Linked DNA regions of Sus scrofa: regions 2 and 3 are each linked to region 1. Evidence: chromatin contacts called from public Hi-C and HiChIP or PLAC-seq data. All regions are on one chromosome and are shown on one strand. Each heading gives the region's core, a stretch centred on a gene start, on an enhancer-like site or on the middle of the called end of the contact. The rest is flanking DNA. Distances are from core to core; before and after follow the strand shown. Region 1 holds the start of PA2G4 (proliferation-associated protein 2G4). Region 2 holds the start of GDF11 (growth differentiation factor 11). Region 3 holds the start of SPRYD4 (SPRY domain-containing protein 4).

The links. A called contact is a pair of places that touch in the nucleus more often than the background predicts. HiChIP or PLAC-seq counts read pairs in DNA pulled down with a chosen protein or histone mark.
Region 2: a contact with region 1 is called in a Hi-C map of epiblast stem cells, with 2.4 times the contacts expected there. The contact joins the promoter of GDF11 here to the promoter of PA2G4 in region 1. A contact is called at or near these places in 1 of 5 promoter capture datasets (fetal liver), 5 of 47 Hi-C or Micro-C datasets (alveolar macrophages, embryonic fibroblasts, epiblast stem cells and 2 more) and 2 of 2 datasets of contacts at active chromatin or transcription factors (alveolar macrophages and skeletal muscle).
Region 3: an H3K27ac HiChIP or PLAC-seq map of alveolar macrophages shows a contact between it and region 1. The contact joins the promoter of SPRYD4 here to the promoter of PA2G4 in region 1. A contact is called at or near these places in 1 of 5 promoter capture datasets (fetal liver), 5 of 47 Hi-C or Micro-C datasets (alveolar macrophages, heart right ventricle, liver and 2 more) and 2 of 2 datasets of contacts at active chromatin or transcription factors (alveolar macrophages and skeletal muscle).

What each region holds. Positions count from the first base shown.
Region 1 is chr5:21,493,329-21,498,362 of Sscrofa11.1, reverse strand. PA2G4 (proliferation-associated protein 2G4) reads right to left here and starts at 2,366. Exons shown (of 14, transcript XM_013988304.2): 1 at 2,084-2,366. The coding sequence starts at 2,171. ERBB3 (receptor tyrosine-protein kinase erbB-3) reads right to left here. Exons shown (of 28, transcript XM_021091799.1): 28 at 3,323-4,974. The coding sequence ends at 4,451.
Region 2 is chr5:21,188,257-21,193,290 of Sscrofa11.1, reverse strand. GDF11 (growth differentiation factor 11) reads right to left here and starts at 1,903. Exons shown (of 3, transcript NM_001244310.1): 1 at 1,468-1,903. The coding sequence starts at 1,903.
Region 3 is chr5:21,802,118-21,807,151 of Sscrofa11.1, reverse strand. SPRYD4 (SPRY domain-containing protein 4) reads right to left here and starts at 2,807. Exons shown (of 4, transcript XR_002344303.1): 1 at 2,653-2,807; 2 at 1,576-2,285. MIP (lens fiber major intrinsic protein) reads left to right here and starts at 2,188. Exons shown (of 6, transcript XM_021092895.1): 1 at 2,188-2,318. GLS2 (glutaminase liver isoform, mitochondrial) reads left to right here. Exons shown (of 18, transcript XM_003481629.4): 18 at 139-747. The coding sequence ends at 295.

The DNA of each region.
Region 1 (5,034 bases), core at 1,117-3,616:
CCATTGGATCAGTCCTGCAAGTGTTGTCTAAGTTACCATCTAAGCAATACCTCAAAGCTAAACATTTCCTGGTGCCATTGCTTTAAGGATGAAAGAGAGAACAAGTTGTGCCTCTTGGGAGTTCCCATGGTGGCGCAGTGGTTAACGAATCCGACTAGGAACCATGAGGTTGCGGGTTCGATCCCTGCCCTTGCTCAGTGGGCTAAGGATCTGGCGTTGCCGTGAGCTGCGGTGTAGGTTGCAGACGCAGCTCGGATCCCACATTGCTGTAGCCCTGGTGTAGGCCGGTCGGTGGCTACAGCTCTGATTCGACCCCTAGCCTGGGAATCTCCATATGCCGAGGGAGTGGCCCTGGAAAAGGCAAAAAGACAAAAAAAAAAAAAAAAAAAAAAAAAAGTTGTGCCTCTTGGAATGTACTTACCTATCCATCTCTAAATTGCTACCTTCCTTTCCTAAAAAGAGCCAACACTTCCTTATACATTGTGACAACTGGTGACACTGTATGCACTGTCTGTCTCCCTAGGCAAGGCAGACTTTCCCAAGATGATAGCTGAGGTGTGCAGGACAGAGTCATGAACTTCAAGGAGGTTCTCAGCAAGGTATCCAACACACTGGCAAAGCAGACTGGGGGAAATTTATAGGCGTCAGGGACAACAGGAGGGCAGACATAGAATTGCTGACCCGAAGCTGATGCATTGTTAAATGCTACCTTCTTCCCTTCCCAGACACCCCAATTAAGTGTTAGTAATCTCAATATGTAGACTTATTTCTTTATATAACAAGTCAAGGAGACTTAACCTAAGGTCTCTGGGCTTCAGCAAGCTTGGGCTTATAGCTTTTAGCAGATCTCAATGAGGTATGTGACCCAAAAGAGTTTCCAACTGGTATCTGGAATCCCAAGTGCCTCAGAAGTTATAAACTGCAAGAGGAAAAAAAAGTTTTTCTGTTTTCAAACCACTAAATGTCCATTATGTTATAAAGCATTGTTCTGTTCACTGGATATCCTCTCCAAGGCCCAAAGTGAACTATAGGTTTGATTTTTGTGATCCAAGTTTTGGGGATTTTTTGGAAGTTTGAAAAACTCAGGTTTTTAGCCATAGGATCAAAGGCATCCTAAATACCTATCTTTACTGTCAAAACCATTTAAAAGCCCAAAGACAAGCATCTTCTGTCCCCTAACTGGGTTTTAAATCGCAAAGAGAGAAAAGAGAAAGTGAGACATCTGCCTAGAGTGGCAGGCAGCTGCTGAGAAGTCTGAGCGAGCCCCCATAAGGATAACTTCCGAGATCCTATAAAGTCAGTCTCCCCTTTACCAGTGCTCTACACAGGTTTGCCTGGTTGGGGTGAAAAGAACCTCAAAACACTCCTAGAGCTGTCAAACCCCTGAGAGCAATCAAATTTGACAACTAACTAAAGCTATCTGCGCAGATTGGAGATGATAACTTCAAGAACAACCAGATACGTCTCCAAGAGTTATGTTAGGGGTTCTCCAGGGGTACCCTCCAACGGTCCCTGAGCTGGCCCAAGAGTAGAAGGCGGCCCCCTCCAGGGAGGGAGCTGAAGTAAAGAACGAAAGACTACAGCAAAGCACGTGGTAGGGAAGCTAGTGTCAGGGACTGTAGCGGAGGAAGGGAGCCGGCGATCCGCTGGGGACCCGGCAACACGTGCCGGCTAGGCTCCTGACGGCGGGGAGCAGCGACAAAATAGAGGAGCGTTTCGTTTCCGAGGTGGCCTCCCTGCTGCCAAAATCAGAGGCAGAGATCCAGACAGAAGGATGAAGAGCAGGACATACGCCCTGCCTCCTTACCAAGGGCCTAGGGTCGGAGCCAGCCGGGGCCCCGCTCTGCGCTCTTCCCTGCCACCCGCCTGCATCTTCACAGACTCCAGCCCAGGCCTAGCCGCTCAGGTCCCAAACGCGATAACGAGCCTTCCCACCACGCCAAACCCAGCAGACCCGCGGGGGGCCCTCACTAGCCCACTCTGCATGACCCCACCGCTCCAGCCCCTCACCGGCTCGTCAAGCACCGTCCCCCTTGCCTCTCCCTCCCAGCCTCGATCTCCGGACCCCCGAGGCCGCACTCACGGTTGGCGATGTCGCCCCCCATCTTATACTTGGTCACGACCAGGTCCTCGGCGATAGTCTGCTCCTGTTGCTCGTCCTCGCCCGACATCTTCCCACCACCACCACCGCAGCCTCGTTTCTCCTGAGCCGCTGCCTCTGTCGCCCTTCCCAACCACAGGCTGTGGCCAGAGCCCCTTCGATCCGCGAGGAGAGCGCGAGCAAAAGCGCGAGCAAGCTAGGGAGCGGGCGGGCGAGAGCGAGAAACTGCGAGCGCGCGGGCTGATGCGCAGGGCATGCTGGGACAACGAGTCCCTCCCGCCGCCAGCCTCTAGCTGCCCTCGCGGACTCGCGAACTACAATTCCCAGCCTGCCTTTCGCGCCCCTAAGCCAGGCCCTGGGGCCTTGCCCTCCGAGGGCCTCGCACGCCGGAATCGCCAAGCACGCTGGGAAGGGTCAGGCTCCGGCGGGAAGGCGGAGCCGTTGGAGAGCATGAGGGGAAGCGTGGTCTCTCCCGGAAAAACCATATCCACCAGGAGCGCTGAGCGAGAACCCGTAATAGAGGGAGGCGGGCTAAGGGAGAAGGGGGCGGAGCTACGGCGGGGACGTGGGTTTGGAGGCTGCGGGGCAGGGTGGAGCAGAGACGAGTGGGGGTGATTGTATCAAGGGCGGGGAGGCTGGGTACGCCCTTCCTCGGATCCCTGGAGCGGCAGGCGGACCGGCCTGGCCAGTCCGATCGTCCTCAGGTGCTGGGAGGGGCAGAGCGAGTGTGGAAGGAGACCCGGAGTGCGTGGAGCAGGGACTAACTGGGCACCAGATTTCTGTGGGATTATCCATGTACAGCCTTCCAAGTCTAGAGGCCGGCTCCCTCTGAAGATGGCACTATTGTTCCAACAACAGGCTTTGATGGCACCTAAGACGGACACTTTTTTTTAAAGTTGTGAAACGTTTGAGAGTTTCAGTATTCTACCTCTTGGGGCCTTTTCTAACTGCCCCAAACGTGTTTTGTTTGGTTGTTTTGTTACTCCCAGTTAGTCGGTTGCCCTATACAGATTCCTAGTAAAACGCTTAAATGAAAAGGACTGTACCCTTTGCTTGTCTAAAGAGACTATAAGGAAAGTGGGGCTGGAGAAAGCTACAGGGGGCCAAGTAGGACTGTGGGGAGACAGAGAAGGAAGCATGCCATGGTAGCCATTCTCTGCTGTGGAACGGAGAAAAGGGCTGATCTGTCCACTCACTAAAGTTTGTCGTTAGACAAGAAGCTGCAAAACCTTGGCATCTTTATTCAGACATGTATAAAAACAAAACAAAAACTTGAGGGATAAAAACAGATACTCCCAGTTTCCCATTCAAAGGAACTGAGGTCTGAAGCCGGGTCCTCTTTTTCATCTCCACTGGAAGCTTCCCACTACTGAATGAGAACTGCTCCTAAAAAATGGCTCTGGGGACCGTCTGAGTCTGTCCCTTAGGCAGATATCATATGTAGCACACGAAGATTACGGTTTACACAGAGATGTCCAGTTATTTTTCCTTCTGTCCACCCCCTTACTCCCACTTGCTGAGATGAGCAGTCCAGGTGTAGGAGGAGGCTGTGGATATTGGGGTTAGACTTGATTCAGTGCAAACACAAGAAGACAATACCTCTTACTAGTGCTCTGACTTTCATCAGTTTTCTTTGACACCTTACACTAAGAGCATGGTGCATTGGAAAATTTTGAATCCTGGACCTGCTACTTGATTTACTTAATCTCCTTAAGGCTCAGTTTCCTTATTTGTAAAATGGGATAATGCCTAGCTCACAGAATTGGTGTCAAGGATTAAGTGAGATGGGTAAGTTTAGATGATACTTGGCACACAGTCAACGTTCAATGAACAGTAATCATTACTATATACTCCCAACCTCTTTCTTCACAAGATTTTTAAGCATCTCATTCTTTCTAGGGGGTTAAGAATCATAAGCCAAAAATCTCACTTTCTCCTGCCATTTTCCCTCCTTTCCTCTTCCTTAAAAGTCTGCTGGGAAACAAAGTCACACTTTAAAGCCTAGTCTCAACAAGTCAGAGTCTGAGAGAAAGGGATATGGGGAGGAATCCTTCATATCTCCAGGGAGTTCCCCTGAGAAAGTTGAGGAATAGGATTGGGAAAGAGCACAAAATAAGGAAAACTATCTCCTTTCCTGGGATTGGGAAAGAGAAGAAAGTGCACAGCTGGCTATATACCACAAGAACGTTGTGTCAACACGTTTAAGGCCTCCAAAGTTTGAATGGAATTGTCTGGGACTAGGGAAATGGCGCTGAGACCTGTGAGGGAGAGGGGCTAAAGAGAAGAGGGGTACCCTCTAGAGGCACTAGCTGCCATCAAATGCTCCCTGAGGTATTCAGGAAGCAGAGGTTATGTTCTCTGGGCATTAGCCTTGGGGAAAAGCCTGCTATGCCAGTAATCCGGGTTATCAAAGGCGGAGTCAGTGGCTTCTAAACTACGTAGAGTTTTGAGGCGGGCATAATGGACCTGAGGGCCATGGTGTCCAGGCCCCTGGAAAGCTCTCATTTCTTCATACCCTTGCTCAGCTGCTGGGCAGGCCTCCATGGCTGCATAATCCCCCCCAGGACCCCCTCCACCACGTCGCCGATTCATATATTCATAGTCCTCATCTGGAGTTGTGCTGGCATTGGGCATGGTGGGCACAGGGTTGAGTGGGCAACTCTGTGTGCTGCCCAGGGAAGCACTGAGGTCTGATCCCACATCCATGTACTCATAACCCAGCTCCTCGAGGGAACTTGGCCTTGGGGGACGAGCTGGACTGCACCTTCTCCTCCGGTTCATGTATTCATACTCCTCATCTTCTTCTTCTTCCTCGGTCCCCAGGACAGAACTGAGACCGACTGAAGAAAGGGTGCCTTCCCGGGAGGAGGTACCTGGGGGGTTGAGAAGAGCAGCTAAGTATGTGGAGAACTCCATGGAAAGAGGCAATGGGG
Region 2 (5,034 bases), core at 654-3,153, 300 kb after region 1:
CTCTACCACTCTCTGGTTTCTAAGTTTGTTAGAATCCCCACCTCCGACCCCTGCCCTCAGTCAATCTCAGACTAACCCTAGCTTCTATGAGGCAGAAGCCTCAAGAAGCAAAAGGAGACTGGGGAACTCACCACCAGATCCCAGGCCTTCCCACCCCCCACCCCAGGTTAATTTCCTAGTCCTTTGGTGTTCTATTCTTTGCAGCCCTGACCAAGTACTGTGGAGTTAGGATCGCAGAAAAATTGGTGGCAGTGTGAGGCACTCAGCCCCCCACATGCACACCTGGGTTCCCAAGCCTCTCCCTTGGGGGTGGGCCACTAGGACTCCCCTCATCCCCGGGTTTTTATGACCCATCTGCCAATAAACCAGTCTCCCCCTCTTCTCTTCAGAGCCATAAAACCAAACAGTTGGGGTGGGGGGGTTTGGCTTTGCCAAACCACTGGGGAATAAGAGAGGGCCTGGTTCCCTGGTTGTTGGAGGTGGTGGGGGGAAGACTTCAGTGGGGGAGGGGAAAAGGGAGTCATCTGATCTTAGGGAGAGCTAGGAGTTGGGGGGGGGCAGTGTTGGCCTGGATTTTCCAGGCCATAAAATTTCAAAGCAGCTCAAGTCTATTAACATGTTCATCTTCCGTTTGGCCAGGGGCTAGGACTCCTGGGTTCCCCCCTCCCTCCCATCTATTTCTTTCTTTTTCTTGCTAGGTCTTTCTCCCTCTCCTCAAGTCTCATTGAGGGTTGGGGCAAGTGAATATGGAATACAACCAACATAGAGGTCTGAGCTGCCCAACGGGTGCCCTTAGCCCCAGTGCAATGAAGTTGAGTTCTCTGAGCTCGGTCAGTACCGAGAAGGCACAGCTTTCACCCGCCCCTTGAGAGACCGAAGGGTCCCAGGTGGAATGGGTGCCAGGGCTGCCGGGAGAGATACAGGGCTCTGGTATCTCTTTCCTAGGATTAGGAGAGGAGCTCTCGGTTCTTCGCAGCCCGGGGGGCGCGTTGCAAAGCCCAAGGTGGTAGAGGTGGAGAGTTGGTGCCACTGGGAGGCGGAGAGCACCGCAGCCTGGCTGGGACTGCCTGGGTCCCGAAGCCTCCGATTCTATTTTTCAGCCTCTCTACCACGGCCTTTCGGCATCGAGTTTCTGCCCCTTCCCCTACAGGCGGACCCCGGCTTTCCCAGTATCCCCCCAAGCCGGGATCTTTTTCGCACATCCCGGCTCGGAGGTGCTATCTCGCAACGCTTTCCTTTTGCCCCCTCACCTCCGGGGACCAAAAGTGCACAGAACTCCGCAGCCCATCTCTACAGCTCGAAAAACTTGTGGAACAGCCCCCCGGCCCCCAATCCGTCAAGTTTTCTCAGAAAAGGCTTTCCGGCCGGAGTAACCCGGAACGCCCCGCTTCGAGCGGCAGGCGCTCACTTTCCCGGAGCGGGAGCGGGAGCCAGCACCCCACCGCTCTTGCCCCGCGGTCCACTTACTCTCCTGGGCCATGCTAATGACAGTCTCGGTGGTGGCGTGGTACTCGTCCTCCTCCAGGAAGTCCTCGGGCTGCAGCGCGTCGCCCTGGAAGTCGTGCAGGTCCAGGATCTGCTGCAGCGGAGGCGCCTTGGGAAGCAGCTGCTTCACCACCTCGCGGCTGATGTTGGGCGCCTCCTTGAGCCGCAGTTTGCTCAAGATCTGCGACTTGATGCTCTCCAGGCGCAGCTCACGGCTATGCTGCCGCCACAAGCACACGGGGCAGCCGTCGGGCTCGGGCGCCACGGACGCGGCCGGCCGGCTCGAGCGCTCCCCCCCGGCCCCCGCCGCCGCCGCCGCCGCCGCCGCCGCCGCGGGGCCCTCGGCCGCCTCCCCCCGGGGCCGCAGCTCCAGGGCGAGGAGCAGGAAGCCCAGCAGCAGCGGGGCCGCGAGCACCATGCTGGAGGGGAGGGGAGGGAGGACTGGGGGGCGGGGACGCCGGAGTCCCGAGGGGAGGGGGCGGAGGGAGGAGGGAGGGAGGAGGAGGGGGTCCGGGCGGCGCGGGATTGGGGGCTGCCCGGCCGAGGGGGGCCGGGGGGCCGGGGGCGGCGGGCGCGCGGGCGGGGCGGGCGGGCGGCCGGGGCGGGCGGCTGGGGGGGCCCGAGCCCGGGCCAGGCCCTTTATAGCCCCGGCCCCCGTGTCGTCAGCGGCCGCGATTGGCTGCGGAGCCAACAAAAGAGGCAGCGCTGTCATCCGAGGCGAGAGAGGGAGCCGGAGAGAGCCGAGGAAAAGAGAGAGAGGGAGGGAGCAAGGGCCCAGAGAGATGGAGAGACAGAGATATAGGGGTGGGGAAGAGGAAGGGAGAGATGGAGAAAGTCAGAATCGGAGACAGAGATAAAGGGGGAAGACACAGAGGAGAGGCGCAGAAATAGAAAGAGGGGGAGGAAGAGGAGAGAGAGAGAAACAAAGGGGAGGATAAGAGTTGGGGGGGAGACACAGACAGAAGAGACTTAAGCAGAGAGACAGAGATAGAGGAGGAAAGTGATGGCATCACTAGTGAAGGAGAGAGGGGAGTCGGAGAGCAGAGGGAGGAGAGAGTGATAGCTAGACAGCTGGAGAGCTAGAGGTCTGCAGATCCAGACCACAGGAGGTCAGGGGTACATGGAGTTGGGAAGAGGGGCTGAAGAACTGAGCCCAGAACCCGGGGGATGAGAGAGGAGAGAAATGTTCCAACAGAGCCTGGGAGGTACCAAGGGAGCCCCAGGGGCAGACCCAGGATCAGGTTCAGGCCGACATAGGCAGATGGAGACTCCTGAAGGAAGGAGAGGCAGCTCAGTGATGAGAGTCAGCCTTGGTGGGAACAGTGAGAACCCAAGAGGGGGAGGAGGTGGAGAATTTGAGCCCAAAGGAGCCCCAGCTACCAGAAGCAGCCCAAGGAAGATGAAGGGGTCTGGAAGATGGAGGGGCAGCATCAGGCTCAGCAGGGGCATCGGGAAGCATGAGATGGATGGATTGGACACGTGGGCTAGCAAGAGAGACAAGGAGAAGAGGCCAGGGGTCAGTCTGAGAAGGTGGAGAGGTGGTGGGGAGCCCAAGAGCAAGACTCAGCACTGGGAAGAGTGTGAACTTGAAATTGAGGCTTGAAAGGGAATAAGGGAGTCAGAAGGCTGGAAAAGGCACGAATCTGGGAGCACTGGGGAAACAGCCGGAGGAAGTAGGGCTGCTGGAGACCATTGTGCTTGCAGAGGAATCTGGACCTCTGGATTCATAGCTGTACTTTGGATTCGCAGGGTCTTAGAAGACTGAGAAGGGGCTTGTAGTTGTAGGGGTGAGGATGAGACAGAGGGCTGCCTTCAGACGCTTTAGTTGGAAATAGCAAATTGCAAGGGGAGAAACCCAGATGTGCGCTAGCTCTAGCCTTCAGATGTAACACTGGGTACAGCCGAGCAGAAGGGGGCCACAGCACTAAAACGCTCCTGAAGTGCTTAACTTCTGGTTTTGGATACCTCTTCCCAGATTTCAGTTTCTCTGGGCTGATTTCCTCCTTTCTTTCTTTCTTTCTTTCTTTCTTTCTTTCTTTCTTTCTTTCTTTCTTTCTTTCTTTCTTTCTTTCTTTCTTTCTTTCTTTCTTTCTTTCTTTCTTTCTTTCTTTCTTTCTTTCTTTCTTTCTCTTTTTTGGCTACTTGCGGCATATGGAGTTCCCCTGGCTAGGGATCAGATCTGATGAAAGAAATGCCTTGGGCTTCTCAGGCAGAAGAGCGGAACACTGGTTTCCTCTTTGGATTAGACGGAACCCTGGGTTGTAAGGACTGAGTTGGGCTGGGGAGTTGGAGTGGAATGAGGGAAGGAACTGGGGATGCAGGTATGAAGGAGGAAGGTTGGATAGGGATGAGGAGGGCCAAGCTGGGGAGCTTTGAAGAGATGATCTGTTCCATGGAGGACGGGAAGTAAGACCCAGCAGAATGGAAGAAAACAGACAAAACCAAAAACTTAGACAGCTAGTTTCTCCAAGACACAAGCACCTCAACATTTCATCAAGTTTCTTCATCTATGACATACACTCACACTGCCTACCCTCAACTGGTTGTGAGGGTTGCATAGCAATCAATCAACAGTGGCTTCTGTTTTAGGGCCACACCTGTGGCATATGGAAGTTCCCAGGCTAGAGACTGAATCGGACCTGCAGCCGCCTGGCCTATGCCACAGCCGCAATAACTCAGGATCTGAGCTGCATCTGCGATCTACACTACAGCTCACAGAGGTGCTGGATCCTTAACCCACTGAGGGAGGCTAGGGGACGAACCTGCATCTTCCTCACGGACACTAGTGGGATTCATTACCACTGCAACACAATGGGAATTTGTCAAAAGTGGCTTTCACAGGCTCCTTTTTCATGATGATTTTTCTTTCCTTTATGAGCTCCCAGAGCAGTGATTATCTTTACCACATATTCTGGCCTTACCTGTTCTCCAAAATATTTCTCTGATGTCATTTCCTCAGAAGAACTGCAAATTCCGGAGTTGCTGCTATGGCCCAATGAAATTAGTGGCATCTCTGGAATACTGGGAGGAGCTGTTTGATCCCTGGCTTGGATCTGATCCCTGGACTGGAAACTCCATATGCTGCAGGGTGGCCAAAAAAGAAAAACGAGTAAAAAATTAAAAAAAGAATTGCAAATTCCTAGAGAGCAGAAGTGGTGTCACCGCTTTCTTCATCAGAAGAAGTGGCCCAGCTGTCACTTCCCTACCAAACATGTAGCTAGTTGTAGCTCTGTAAGAGATGCAACGATAAATAAGATTTAGCCCCCCTTTTCGGCGACAGACCCTAGATAGATGATACCAGCCAAAACTCCAGACCAGATGCCTCCTTGATATCTCCATGTGGACACACCTCAAACATCATTAACCCCTAACCTGGAGTTCCCATTGTGACTAAGCAGGTTAAGAACCCTACATAGTAGTCTCCGTGAGGATGAGGGTTCGATCCCTGGCCTCACCCAGTGGGTTAAGGATCTGGCGTTGTCAAAAGCTGCAGCTTAGATGGAAGATGTGGCTCAGATCTGGCGTTGCTGTGGCTGTGGTGTAGGCCTG
Region 3 (5,034 bases), core at 1,558-4,057, 310 kb before region 1:
TAGGATTAAGCTAAAAGAGGAGATGGGAGGTGAGCAGCAGCTCCTCCACCACTGCCTCCAGCCACAACAGTTATGTCTATAACCAAGGCACTCCTGATGTCTTCTTTGCCTGATCGTACTCTTCGTTCCTCCTCTCAGGTGGGGCAACATTCCCATGGATGATGCTGTGCAGTTCAACCACCTGGAGGTGGTGAAACTGCTACAAGATTACCAGGACTCATACACCCCATCCGAGACTCAGGCTGAAGCAGCAGCTGAGGCCTTGTCCAAAGAGAACTTGGAGAGCATGGTGTGAGCATGGGGCATGCATGGTCCCTGCACAAAAACAAGCACCAACTGACCACACACTTAACACATAACCACCAAATGCTACAGAGAGCTGTGCTGCTTCAGTGAGGACCAAGACTTAGGCCAGTGCTTTCTGAGAGTCAAAATACCCCATTCCCTTGGCAGACAGAGCTTAGAGAAGTGCCTTTGTGGACACCTGATGTAGAATTATCCATGGAGACTGTGGGCTTCTTCAAGGGACAAGCCAATAGCTTAGCCCACTCTGAATCATTCCAGGTCTTTACCCAGGTCCCCTCCTCTGAGAGACAGAAGAGGGAGGGAGGGAGGGAGAGGGGCAGGCTTTAGTAGTCTGGAGAGATGTGCCCTCCTTAGCTAGGAAATGCTGCTGCTACCACTAAGAGCAATTTTATAGACAGAGAAAGTATTTTGTGCTCAAATAAACTTTAATTACACAAATCATTTTTGCTAGACCCAGTCCTTCTCTTTCTCTCCTAGGGGCATCCAGCTGCATCACCATCATAAAGGTAGAATAAGATGGAACCACAGGGTCAGAAAAAGCCCAACAATACATATTTTACATACATACTCACCCCACAAAGTTTTCCTCAATCCCAAATACTGCTTTAGGTTAAGTGTATTCTGCTGCCAAGTAAATGCTTGGGTCTGGGCAGGCCCCAAAATGGACTGTGCAAGACCTCAGGCCTCCCTCCTCCCTCTGGAAGTTACAACTATAGCAGAAATGAAGACAGAACTTCTCAAGAATAAAGTTTCTAGCACTAATCCCCTCAGCATCCCCCAAGTGTCTCTTCCCCCCAGTCATGATTTTAACTGGCCCAATGACTACAAGACTGACCAGGCGTTAGAGGTTTACAAATTAAGGCAGATGGACTCGGGGTGAGAAGAGCTACAGCTGTGTGGGGCTGAGAGTCTGTAACATTGAGATATAGAAAGGAAGGCTGTTAACATTCTGACACAGTCTGTAAAGCACTTTCTGAGGGAGCCAGAGCCCAGACTCTGTGTACTGTACAGAAAGGGCCAAGTCATTGACTGCACCACTCCTTCAGCCAGAGGTAGAAAGGATTTACTCTGGAGAGATTCCGTAGAGCCCCCAAAACAAGTTATGTGTGGGCAAAGGGAGGAAGAGGTAGCACAGTGATGAATAAATTCTAACAAAGCTGAAAGGTAAGACTCCAGGACTGAATACAGTCTGAGAAAGTACATTCATGGTAGCCTAGGAAATTGGCAGTAGTTTGGGGGAGGGGAGAGGGTGGCTGGCTGTATGCCTACCTTTCACAGGACGGGAAACAAAGACGACTGAGATATTGCACAGAGGACCTGTCACTGAACTAGTGACAGGTGGGAGCTGGTACTTGCTTGGGCCACAATTAAAAGGTTTCGGACACTTTTTGAGCAGGAGGCTGGCCAAGAGCATGATTAGGGACTTCAGTGATGGACATATTAGAGGCCTTCTGGTACCTCAAGCCCTGAGTGAGTCAGCAGTTCTCCATCCCAAAGGGCAAAGGCAGGCACCACTGGACCCCGGAAATCTGTCTGTAGTGTATGGACCACAGCAACCCGGTTCACATCCACCAGGCTCAGCTTCTGGGCCTCATACTCCAGCAGCAGCCCCACCTTCTCTGGCTGCCCAATGCCCTCAATAGGGGCCTTCTCGTTGGCCAACATGGTGTGCCACTTGCGCTGGGCATAGGTGAACACCCAGGAACGGTCGTCAACACCGATGCAGCTATCCCGGGACATGTCCACATCTGCCACTCCTATCCGGAATTGCTGTGAGCGCTTCACTGTCACCTCCCAGTAGTGTCTGCCACTGGTGATCGCTGTGTCTGCCAACACCACTGCCCACTCCCGGAAGCGCTCCACATTCAGGGCCAATTTTGTGGGCTCCAATCCCACCATGCCATATTTGACACCTGTGTCACTTTTGAAGAGGGCCAAGCTGCTGTGGGCTGTCTTTTCTTCCAGTTTGAAACTGACGCCTGCCGGGCAGAGAAGAGAAACGGGATAATGAGGTGAGCTAGAACTCTAGAGCTAGCGACATACACATATTCTGATCTGAAGCAGACAGTCATGAGATTACCAGGAAACGTGAATCAGAATTTCAAGCGAGAACGACAGTGGGGGCACTTTAGTATGGATAGCCCAAGAAGCCGAAAAGCTTGGACTGGGAAAGCCCTAGAATTTAAGGAAACCAGAGAAGGTCCCAAGTTTGGAATCTCAAGACCAACGCAGATGGGGGAGGGGAAACGAATCGAAGGGACTGGAGTTGTTTCTCTGAGCAGGCTCTAAGAATAACAGACCGAAACTACCTTGGAAGTGAAAGAGAATAAAAGGGGGTAATCCTACCTCTGCGGGTTTCCGCGGCAGCAATCCCTAACCTTTTGGCTCCCCAGCGGCACAGGCACAGTGGACGTGCAAAGGGCAGCGCCATCTTGCGCTCCGGATGAAGAGGACACGCCCCCCATCTGAGACCCTGCTTTCCTCCCGCGGGTTCCCATCACACGTTGCGCGCAAGGGGCGTCGCGCGGTGTGATGACGTAGGGGAGCCAGCGCCTGGCAGGGAGCCGCCATTTTAGTGAGTTCTGTTTGGTTTCACCCGTGCTTGGTCCAATTTATAAAGTTTTTCTGCAGAGAGGAAAGCTGCTCACGTTTTAACTAAATAGGATCTTTAGAAAAAGGATGTAGCAAAATGGCTAGACGTACAGATCTTAGAATTAAACAGTAATTAGGAGTTCCCGTCGTGGCTCAGTGGTTAACGAATCCGACTAGGAACCATTCAGTTGAGGGTTCGGTCCCTGCCCTTGCTCAGTGGGTCGACGATCCAGCGTTGCCGTGAGCTGTGGTGTAGGTCGCAGACGCGGCTCGGATCCCGCGTTGCTGTGGCTCTGGCGTAGGCTGGCAGCTACAGCTCCGATTCGACCCCTAGCCTGGGAACCTCCATATGCCGCGGGGAGCGGCCCAAGAAATGGCAAAAAGACAACAACAACAACAAAAAAGAATTAAGCAATAATTGGATTCGAACCCGGCTCCTCTGTTTGGCTTTGGGCAAATCAGTTAACTTCTCTAAGCCTTAATGGTTTCACTTGTAGAACAGAAAAATGTCTAGCCGTCAGGCCCTAGTAAAAATTAAACCAGAGAACAATCTAGGATACATCTTGACAAATAGCAACCACTGGGTAAGTGGTTGTACTAATAAATACTGAGTACTATAAATGTTGGTTTTGTGTTTTCAGCGCTGGCAATGGAAGGTTTAACAACAGAGAAATATCACTATTTTGGTTCAGAATGGAACTTAGGAGATGGGTGATTATGGCGGGCCTACATTTTTAACATTTTTATTTTCTTGATATTCTACATCCCTGCGTTTCAGACTGTTCACTTCAGGTGGGAGAGCCCCAGTTTCCTCAAGATCTCAACATTCTGCTGGCCAGCCCAATAAAATTTCCCTGCTTTAGCATTACAACCACCCATGCTGTGGATATGTCCCTTGCTCAGGCCACTGTTATCCTTGATATGAATTGGGGCTTTTTTGTTTTAAATGTAACCTGGGAGTTCCTGATGTTGTGCAGTGGTTAAGGATATGGATTGTCTCTGTGGCCCAGGTCCCTGCTGCAGATCCCTCCTCCAAGGAACTTCCATATGCTATGGTGCGGCCAAAAATAAAGCTAAATAAATGAATGAATGTAGTAGCTTATAAACTGGTCTCCAGTTTCCATCCGACTGCTTTAATCCAATGTCCACACTACAGAGTGATTTTATGTCACAAATCTGATGATGCACTCCTCTAACTAAAATCTTTCAATGTATCTGCACCAAATTTGCTGGCATTGTCATAAAGCTTTACATGATAGGACTGCTGCCTACCATCGTCTTTCTCACCAGAGTCCCTCTTTCAAAGGTCTGCAATCTAGTGGAGAGATAGATGAGAATATTGGCAGCTGCAATCTGATGCGATACAGGCAAAGGAGAATACATTACTCTAACATATGAGGGTGTGTTGGAGAGAGACTTCCCAGAAACCATAGCTATAGTTTGCAAAGCAAAAATGGTTAAGCAGGAGTTCCCATTGTGGCTCAGTAAGTTAGGGATCAGACTAGTGGAGTCCCTATTGTGGCTCAGTGGTTAACAAACCCTACTGGTATCTGTGAGTACTCCGGTTCAATCCCTTGCCTCGTCCAGTGGGTTAAGTTTCCAGTGTTGCTGTGAGCTGTAGTGTAGGTCGAAGACGCAGCTCAGATCCCGAGTTGCTGTGGCTGTGGTGTAGGCCAGCAACAGACTTCCATGTGCTGAAGGTGTAGCCTTAAAAAAATAAAAAATAAAAAAATAAATCAGACTAGTATGCACAAGGATGTGGGTTTGAGCCCTAGTCCAGCTCAATGAGTTAAGGATCCAGCATTAACTCAAGCTGTGGCATAGGTTGCAGATTTAGCTCAGTTCTGTTATTGCTGTGGCTATGGCATAGGCCTGCAGCTGCAGCTCTGATTTGACCCCTAGCCTGGGGACTTCCTTATGCCACATGTGCCGCCATAAAAGAAAAGAAAAGGGGGGGAGGTAAAGCAGGTGGGGGAGCCCCAGTTTGCTCAAGACCTCAGCTAATGTCCTCTTCCCAAATAGACACATTTTCTCTAGAGTATCTCATCCACACTGGTGGAGTCCACTATCATCTATTGGAAAAGAACTCTCAAAATCTCTACCCCATATTTCTTTTCTTTTCTTTCTTTTTTTTTT